3 separate regions of the Oryctolagus cuniculus genome follow, and regions 2 and 3 are each linked to region 1. A link is a contact called in public Hi-C data. All regions are on one chromosome and are shown on one strand. The core of a region is the stretch at or near the end of the contact, and the rest is flanking DNA. Distances in the headings are between cores, read along the strand shown. Region 1 overlaps LOC108177460 (a long non-coding RNA gene). Region 2 has its middle 350 kb from the start of LAMA4. Region 3 has its middle 590 kb from the start of LAMA4.

Evidence for each region. Hi-C and Micro-C count contacts between places; a contact is called where the count stands out from the background.
Region 2: a contact with region 1 is called in a Hi-C map of skin fibroblasts, with 4 times the contacts expected there. The contact joins two enhancer-like sites. A contact is called at or near these places in 4 of 6 Hi-C or Micro-C datasets (ear pinna, liver, skin fibroblasts and 1 more).
Region 3: a Hi-C map of skin fibroblasts shows a contact between it and region 1, with 3 times the contacts expected there. The contact joins two enhancer-like sites. A contact is called at or near these places in 5 of 6 Hi-C or Micro-C datasets (ear pinna, embryonic fibroblasts, psoas muscle and 2 more).

What each region holds. Positions count from the first base shown.
Region 1 is chr5:57,504,626-57,507,452 of mOryCun1.1, forward strand. LOC108177460 (a long non-coding RNA gene) reads right to left here. Exons shown (of 4, transcript XR_011388575.1): 4 at 1-536. Among named protein-coding and RNA genes, the nearest start is that of MARCKS, 63 kb to the right of the region's middle. Within about 2 kb of position 1,411, at least 3 of the 8 cell types and tissues checked have an H3K27ac peak or open chromatin away from gene starts, as enhancers often do.
Region 2 is chr5:58,966,289-58,969,115 of mOryCun1.1, forward strand. No RefSeq gene overlaps it. Among named protein-coding and RNA genes, the nearest start is that of LAMA4, 350 kb to the right of the region's middle. Within about 2 kb of position 1,368, at least 2 of the 8 cell types and tissues checked have an H3K27ac peak or open chromatin away from gene starts, as enhancers often do.
Region 3 is chr5:58,724,289-58,727,115 of mOryCun1.1, forward strand. No RefSeq gene overlaps it. Among named protein-coding and RNA genes, the nearest start is that of LAMA4, 590 kb to the right of the region's middle. Within about 2 kb of position 1,388, at least 1 of the 8 cell types and tissues checked has an H3K27ac peak or open chromatin away from gene starts, as enhancers often do.

The DNA of each region.
Region 1 (2,827 bases), core at 161-2,660:
TTTTCATCAAAACTGGCCTCCAAACCACCTGCAGGGAGTGGTGTCGATTCATACAAATAACTGTTTTCAGAGCTGGGCTTATAATTGCTTAACTTGGCTTCAAGCACTGGTGTCAGCCCCGATCAGGGAGATCATTTTCCCTCAGTAAATAAGGTAGAAGTAGACCAGGTGGTGATGCAGTCCTGAGGCCTCAATGTTGTCTTGAAGGCAGAGTACTTCAGTAATGGCTCTCTCAGGCAGGTCCTCTGCAGGTGGGGGGAATAAACTCCCACACCTGCTTGAGCCCCTGCCGACCTGAGCTACCGCTCTGGTGACGCTAGACCTTTGCACACTGTAGCCCTCTGCATGGCCAACTCCTCACCAGCCCTCAAGTGCCACCGGGCTCCCTCCTCTGAGCAGGCGAGTCCTCTGTGCGGTGGGTCCGGGAGCCCTGATCCTGCAGGTGGAGGGAAGGGCTGCTCCTGGGTGTTCCACCAGCCCTGGGGCTTCCACTTGTGGCGTGGGCTCACCTTTCAGTCATCAGTCCCCACGAAAGACTGCAAGGCAAAGTTAAATGAAGCTTACTTCGTTTCTACACTTCATTCTGCATTTGGATGGGAAATGTACATTTTTGGAATAATTTTGATTTAAAGTAATTTTAAGAGGACATGGGCTCATCAAGGAGGACTTTTTATAATGATAAATGAAGACCTAGCTTTCTTGGAACATTTATAGTATACTAGCTTATGCATTAATTAGGTGATAATTAAATTTTGGTGTAGTCTGAAACTCAATACACACCTTGTTAAACCCTGATAATTACAAATTATAATAATCGTAAATATGGAGATTAATAGTTAATGATAGGCCGGTGCCGTGGCTCACTAGGCTAATCCTCCGCCTTGCGGCGCCAGCACACCGGGTTCTAGTCCCGGTTGGGGCGCCGGATTCTGTCCCGGTTGCCCCTCTTCCAGGCCAGCTCTCTGCTATGGCCAGGGAGTGCAGTGGAGGATGGCCCAAGTGCTTGGGCCCTGCACCCGCATGGGAGACCAGGAGAAGCACCTGGCTCCTGGCTTCGGATCAGCGTGATGTGCTGGTGCCGGCCGCGGCGGCCATTGGAGGGTGAACCAACGGCAAAGGAAGACCTTTCTATCTGTCTCTCTCTCACTGTCCACTCTGCCTGTCAAAAAAAATAGTTAATGATAAAGAACCTATTCAGTAATAATCAAGAAAAATTTTAAAGTGCAAATTCAGTTCTAAGGGAAGTGGAACATGACTCGTTAGTTTCTTAAATAGACATACGGCAGAATGATCAAGTGGTAAAGAACACTTTGACCACAAGAGGGAGCTCTTCCCTTAAAAAATAGTTGGCGCAGCCCTGGTTTCAGCAAGCGGCACTGTGGATTTTTAATTCTGGCGTGGCGTTGTTTTTGGAGGCTTCTTCCACTACTAACAATGCCAGAGGGGTGGGTAAGCGACAGAAGTTGTAAATCAACCGGAATATATTAGAACTGGCCACGAATGCTCGAAAGGGTGACCTCTAATTATACTTATTTAAAGTTACGGATTTAATTTTCGGTTTTCTCCGAGATCATGAAGTATTTTTTTAACCTCCTTTCTTTGAAAAGCCGTGTTGTCTTCCAGAAACGAAAACTGAGAAATTATTTATTTTGGTTTCACTTATTCAAGGAAAAGGGGAGTTGGTGCCATAATTTTATCATTGTGTGGACAGGAAGAGTCCCGTTGGCCCCCGCAGTGTCACTTTGGTCAACTTCCCCTTAACCCCAGCCTCACTGCCACGTCTGGATCTGGGGTTTGCTGCTTCTCCCCTGGATTGTCCGACAGCTTCTTTACAGTCTCCCCAGTGACCGCACACCCCATCTAGTGTGTCTGAGATGTAATGTACTTTATACATCACTTCCGGGATAATTTCCATGGAATATATTTGTTCACCACATCACCTTTCACTTTTTCAGTAGCTGGCTGTTTCTGCAAAACAAATCTGCGGGCTGCAACTCAGCATTGCAGACCCAGGTCAACACCACCTCCTGCTGAAGCCCCTGACTCTGGGCTGGGCTGGAATAATTCGCATCTCTCTCCCTCTCCCTCTCCCTCTCCCTCTCCCTCTCCCTCTCCCTCTCCCTCTCCCTCTCCTTTTCCCTCTCCCTCTCTGACCTGTGGCATGTTTCCTGTCTGTGTTATTTTCTAGTTGTTTGTGAGCACATCTCATATTACCTCCAAGACCAACTTCCTCAAAGGCGTGAATCCTGGCTCAGAAGCCAGACAGAAAGCTTGGCCTCAGCAGGTCCATGGGAATGAAGGCCTGCTTAAGAAAGCCAGACTTTCTGGGGGCAGAATTGAAAGAACTGGGTGTTCTGGCTGCATCACAGGCTGCCTCAAAACTCAGCTTATTAACAGCCTGGGAAAGCAGCAGAAGATGGCCTACGTGCTTGAGCCCCTGCTACCCATGTGGGAGACCTGGAAGAAACTCCTGGCTCCTGGCTTCAGCCTGATTCAGCCCTGGCCATTGTACCCACTTGGGGAGTGAACCAGCAGATGGAAGATCTCTCTGTCTCTCCCTCTCTCTCTATAACTCTGACTTTAAGATAAATAAATAAATCCTTAAAAAACTTTATTATCTCTAATATATAATATATTCATATAATATTATATTATGTATTAAATATTACGTTATTAACTATGAACTTATTAGTATTTATCAAGATTCTGGGAGTTGAGTACACTTAGGTGAGTGCCTGCCTCTTACCAACAGTGATCACAGCCTGGTGAGGCCTGGGCAGAAGCAATCTGGATGCTCCACCAGGCTGAGTGTCCACGGTGGCTTCCT
Region 2 (2,827 bases), core at 118-2,617, 1.5 Mb after region 1:
TCAATTTGTGCCGGTGACAGCATGGCTGGCCTCTAGACTGTAACAATCCAGGATTGCACCAGGCAGAAAAGACTCTGTTATTCAGATGTGCACAGTTCCTACCCAGCTCAGAATGAGAACAACAGAGAGAGAGTCTCTCACAAGGCAGACCCTGGAGAATGCACACAATCACTCCATTTGGCTGCACAATGCCGGGGCTTCTTTGTAAACTGGTTCAGTAGATTTTTTTAAAAGCATTGTTGCAAGTAAAAATATACAGTAGAGGACAAAGATTTCTAATATTTAACTATATCCTAAGAGAAAGTATCAAACCAGAAAGAATTTAACCTTTGTTTCCTTGATCGAAATGGGTGGTCTTGCTCCAGACACCCCTCCTCCCAGAAAAAATAGAAAGGAAAGAAAATCAGCAGTAGAGATTATGAGAGAGCAGGTTTACATTTAGAAAAAAAAACAGAGTGAAAAGAGAACTAAAACAACAACCCCGCATTGTTAAAAATGAGGAAAAATTGCTCCCTCTTCTGTTGATTAGAGGTATTTTTTTTCCAAATAAGAGATCTTTAAATTTTTAAATATAAATGTTTACAAGGAAAAATATAGCAATGTCAGCATATATGGGAGAGCCAGGATGGTTATACAGTTTATTTCTAAAAAAATTTTAAATAAATAAATACTTTGCTAAGCCTATTCTTCAATGTTTTAAAAATTTATAAGCAAAATTGACATTTTAAAATGGGGAAAAGGACAGAAATTCATTTCATATTCATAACTTTTTGTGCCAGCATAAAATATTGCAATGACTAATTAAATCATAAATGATACTTTGCAAGTCTTCATAAAATGTACTACCTAATTCCTCTGTAATAGTGGGAGATTCCAATAGATTATATGAACATCTGAATCATGCTGACTGGAATAACTTAAGGTTTATAGATATGTTTTAACAGACTTTTAAGATATGAGAACTAATTTAAATAACTGTTAGGACATTTTTGCAACAAGTTTTAATGCTGTCATTTTTGAAAAACAGAAATGCCCAGAAATTAGGTATACAAATTTTTTAATTAAGGACTTGATGAAACTGATGATAAGGATGTAATCTCTGTGATCCTGAATTACCTTTTATACCCTATTAAATATCAAACCAAAAAATACAATTTTTTTAAGCTATGATGAAGAAAGAGGGATAGAACGTGGGTAGATCCATGGAGATGGTTAGCACAAAACTGCAGCTATAGCACTGTGAAAAAAAACAATGTAAAGAACATTTTCCAACAGATTTGTCTAAACATTGAAAGAATATTGAGGCTGTACAGAGGAGGTCTTGGCACTGAGTCCAGAAGCTGTACTTGGTAACTGAGGAGGGGGAAGAAAAGGAGGCAAGTTTCCATGGCAATGCTGGTGCTGAGCACAAATGGAGCAGCATGCATCTTCCCAAGGGAGGATGGGAGCATGAAAAGTGAAAATGGAGGGGGAAGGGCAGAGCAGCTTCTACAGGGCCAGTTTATGCTGAATAACTGTTTGTTATGGAGCTGTGACGTGATCCAAAGCGGCACGTATATTCCGAAAAATCTGACGTCCTCTTGTAGTAACTTTTCAGAGCATTAAAGATCACTTTGGGAATATATATTTATCTTATTATTTCCATTTTAAATATGTAAGTATATTGAATTCTTCTTGTTGTATACATTGTCTTCTACCTTTAGAATAAAATACTATGAGATGACTACAATAGAACTTTGTATAGATTACTTCCTTATCGTTATGCATGTAAGTCAAGTTCATATGAGGGAAAAAAAGCTTTTATTTATTTCTCTTAGTTTCAAAGACAGATAGATGTCTTGAATGTGAAACTGTTATTCACAATCCTAACAATAATATTTCTTCTCTCACAAAGCAGTACATTATACCTAAGGAATAAGACTATACAAAAGCTACATTATTTATCTAATTGAAACTATCATTATTATGACTCGATATAAAGAGTAATGACACTAAGAAGAGGCAACAAATAAGGGCTAATTTTTCTTCAATTTTCTAGAAGTAAACACATTACTACCGAAGAAAAACCCTTTTATTGGAGATCAGATTTTAACACAAATTAGCATTCAGTAGAAGAATCCTGAAAAAATATAGACTTGATTTCACAGGAGTGAAACTGAAAACACTGCCTGATGATTTTAGTAGTAAAAAACATGGATCATAACGTACACTAGTCTATAACTCAAGGGTGGTGGCTCTATTTGCCTTTTCCACATAATATTCCCAGCACCCACCATAGAGCCTATACACAGCAGATTCTCACTCCATATTTGTTGACTACTGAAAGAATAAGATGAACCATTTGGCAAAATTGTGAGACACAACTGGTAAATGCACAGGAAAGAAAGGCACCTCTACTTGCTGTGTTGAATATAATAGGCAGCATGCTCATGTTATCCAACTTAATGCCCACAGATTCCTAGAAAGTTCATTGCTACCATCCTCACTTTACAATTAAGAAAAGAGAGTCTCTAAAGGATGTTATATTTCCCAGGTTTATACCACTAAAAAAGCTAAAATTCAACTCCAATCCTATCTAAAAACACAGCTCATTATCTTTCATTTTCTAGATGCTTCTTACTTTAGGTCAGGTAGCACTGACTACCTCCCAATCTATTCTAAACAGAAGAACTAAAATACAAAGGATTGTGAATTCTTGTTAGTCTCCCTGGGACCCCTTGGAAAGTTCAGAAAATCATGCTTCCAATCAGTCCTGTTCCTTTCTAGCCAATAGATGCCAGAAACTGAAACTCAAAATTGAATTAACCAAGTATAACTCTAAACCCTT
Region 3 (2,827 bases), core at 138-2,637, 1.2 Mb after region 1:
AACTTTTTTCAGAGGGTCCCTTATAGACCAAACTACCTAGAATATGCTGCCAAGGATCTTCCCAGTACTGTGGGAGGATGGACATATCATCTGTCTGCTTTGTAAGCCAGGATCATTGGTGCTGCTGGGACAGTGTCTGGGTGCTTTACAGGACCCTGGATGTGTGTAATCTTAGCATGGCTCTGTGAAGCAAGAGCCTGTGTAGGGAAGGCTACAATGTGGACTTGACTTCTCCACAGCAATTGTGTGATGTGGCAGCCCAGCAGATCTCTGAAATTGGCTCAGAGCCTAGAAGGGCTACAGAGTTTTCCAGAAGTAACTGTCTCAAGTGTTTATGACATGAGTAGGCACTGGCAGGGGTCCTCTGCTTACCTTGTCCCTGTTGAACAAAGTTCTTCTTGGTGTGGGGTTGATTTTAAGAGATGAAATGGCAGATGCTGCACATTTAATTTCCTTCTTTATAAAACCATTGGGTAACTATGTGCCCTGTGACTTCTGGGCTTGTGCTGAATTTTCTATCCCACTCCTCAGTGGATAGAGTATTCCTCTATGCAATACTGTCCAAGGTTGGGAGATAGCTAATAGAGGATGTGGTTCCCAAGGCTCAGTCCACAAGTACTAGCCTGGGGACAGGGGTCACGGGGCTGTGCCCAGCAATGGAATTCACTGTAGGAGACCTAGGATTAGGTTTCAAATCTAATTCTTGGATTTAATTGTCATTCCTCCTTCAGGCAGAAGGTGGCTGTTTCCATGCTGTGCTTTTTACTTTTAGAAGAAGGATGACATGAACAAGTCTTTCTTTCCTGCCTTCTTCAAAGCTTCTTTTCTTCATATCATAGTACTAAAACTAAGTACTGTGGTCTCTCCCATGGTTTCCCCAGTTCTTATAAGGGTAGATTAGGATGTGAATAGTTGGGGTCTCTGTGAAGAATTGATTGATAGAGGATCTCACTCGGTCACCATCTTGCTCCATCACCAATTGGCAAGTTTTTTTCTGTTGTTCTTTTTAAATGATTACTCATATTCTCCATAGTGTTATAGGACAGATATTAACATAGTTGGAGGGATTATGACTTGTGACACAGCTTCTTCAAAGGAATCAAGAGCCTCAAAACTAATTATACATTTTGACTAAAATTATACTTTTGGAAATTTCTCTATGGATATAATGCAGACAAATATGTTTTAAAGCACATAAGTCAGATTCATCTATTTTAAAAAAGGTGTCAACAGATAAAATATTCAACCAAGGGATTGTTTAAACTATGACATGTCTGAGGCTGGCGTGTAGGAGGAGAGAGAGAGAGATTGAACTATAGTCTGCTGCTTCGTTCCCCAAGTTCCTACATGAGCCACAACTTCACCAATACAAAATCAGGAGCCAGAAATCCAATCCAAAGATCCCTTGAGAGTGCATGTTATGCTCTAGCAAGAAGCTGGAACCAAGACTTCAGCCCAGGCATTCCAAAAAGGAAAGTAGGCATCCCAAGCAGCATCTACTGCTAGTCTAAATGTCTTACTGGAAATTCTGTTCCTATTTAGAGTTTGTATAATTTTTTCCCTTTTTGTGGGTGTGAAGAAAGCAATGGTAAGCAAATGATTCCATTTAGGGAATGGAAAGTAAAATGCTTAACTCTCTATTTCTAAGAAATAAATACATTGACATTACATGGTAAGGAAAATAAAACATCAAATATGATAGGTATAACCAAAATCAGTTCCAACTGACATGTTCCTACTGGCCAAAAGTAAAGAGTGAATATAGGGCAAGCATTGTAGTATAATGTGTTAAGCTGCTACCTCCAGTGCTAGCATTCCTTATGGATGCGAGTTTGAATCCTAGCTGTTCCACTTCCAATCTTGCTCCCTGTTAATGTGCGTCAGCAAGATGACCCATATGCTTGGGCCCCTATTACTCATGTGGAGGACCCATATGAAGCTTTTGGTTTGTTGGGGTCATTTGGGGAATGACCAGTGGTTGGAAGATCTCTCTATCTCTTCCTCTCTTTTTCTCTGTAACTCTCTGCCTTTCAATAAATAAAATAAATCTTTTTAAAAAGTCTGAACACAGCCAGTTATCCATATAACAACTGGTCTAGCACACAATCCTATGTGTATATGGTTCCTTCATGAAAGTCAGCTGAATACTCTCTACTGAGTGGCCTCTTTAAGTTCTGTCATAAGAGCAGGGTCCCCTATTTCAAAATCCCTAAGGAAGGGAAACTGTGGCCATAGCCAAATCGGTGGCTAGGAACTTACTTAATATAAAGTGAAGCTGAAAATCAAAACACAAGCTTCTATTGGTGATATATGGATTAGTCCACCAATTTATTGATGAAAGAAAGAGAACCAACACTTGAACTACCCTTATACACATGTGCTATGCATTGCTAAGGAGTTTAATATTCAGCTTGTACATAAGTTTTCTAGCACTCCCTAACTTTTTAGTCTTTTGTTTCTTTACCAATAAATATGTTGAGTATGTATTATGTCCTTTATTTTGCATATGTGGAAATTTAGGCTTAGTGAGTTTAAGTGACTCAAGCACTAGCTAATAAACACAAGAGCAAGCAAACAAGGCGATGCCTTGTTTCTTGGATTTCTCCTGACTCTATCATACTAGATGTGTAGGTCAATTTTACCGGGCTCACAGATTGTATTTTAGCTCCTCGGTTCACATTTTGAAGAAGTGACCACATTCCTATATATCTAAAATTCCAATGCTCAGACAATTTGGTACAGTATAGTTCAGTTAAATATAGATGTCCATTCTCTGTTGTGATTGCTCAGTAATACTAAACTCTTCACAGAGTCTTTTATTCATGTT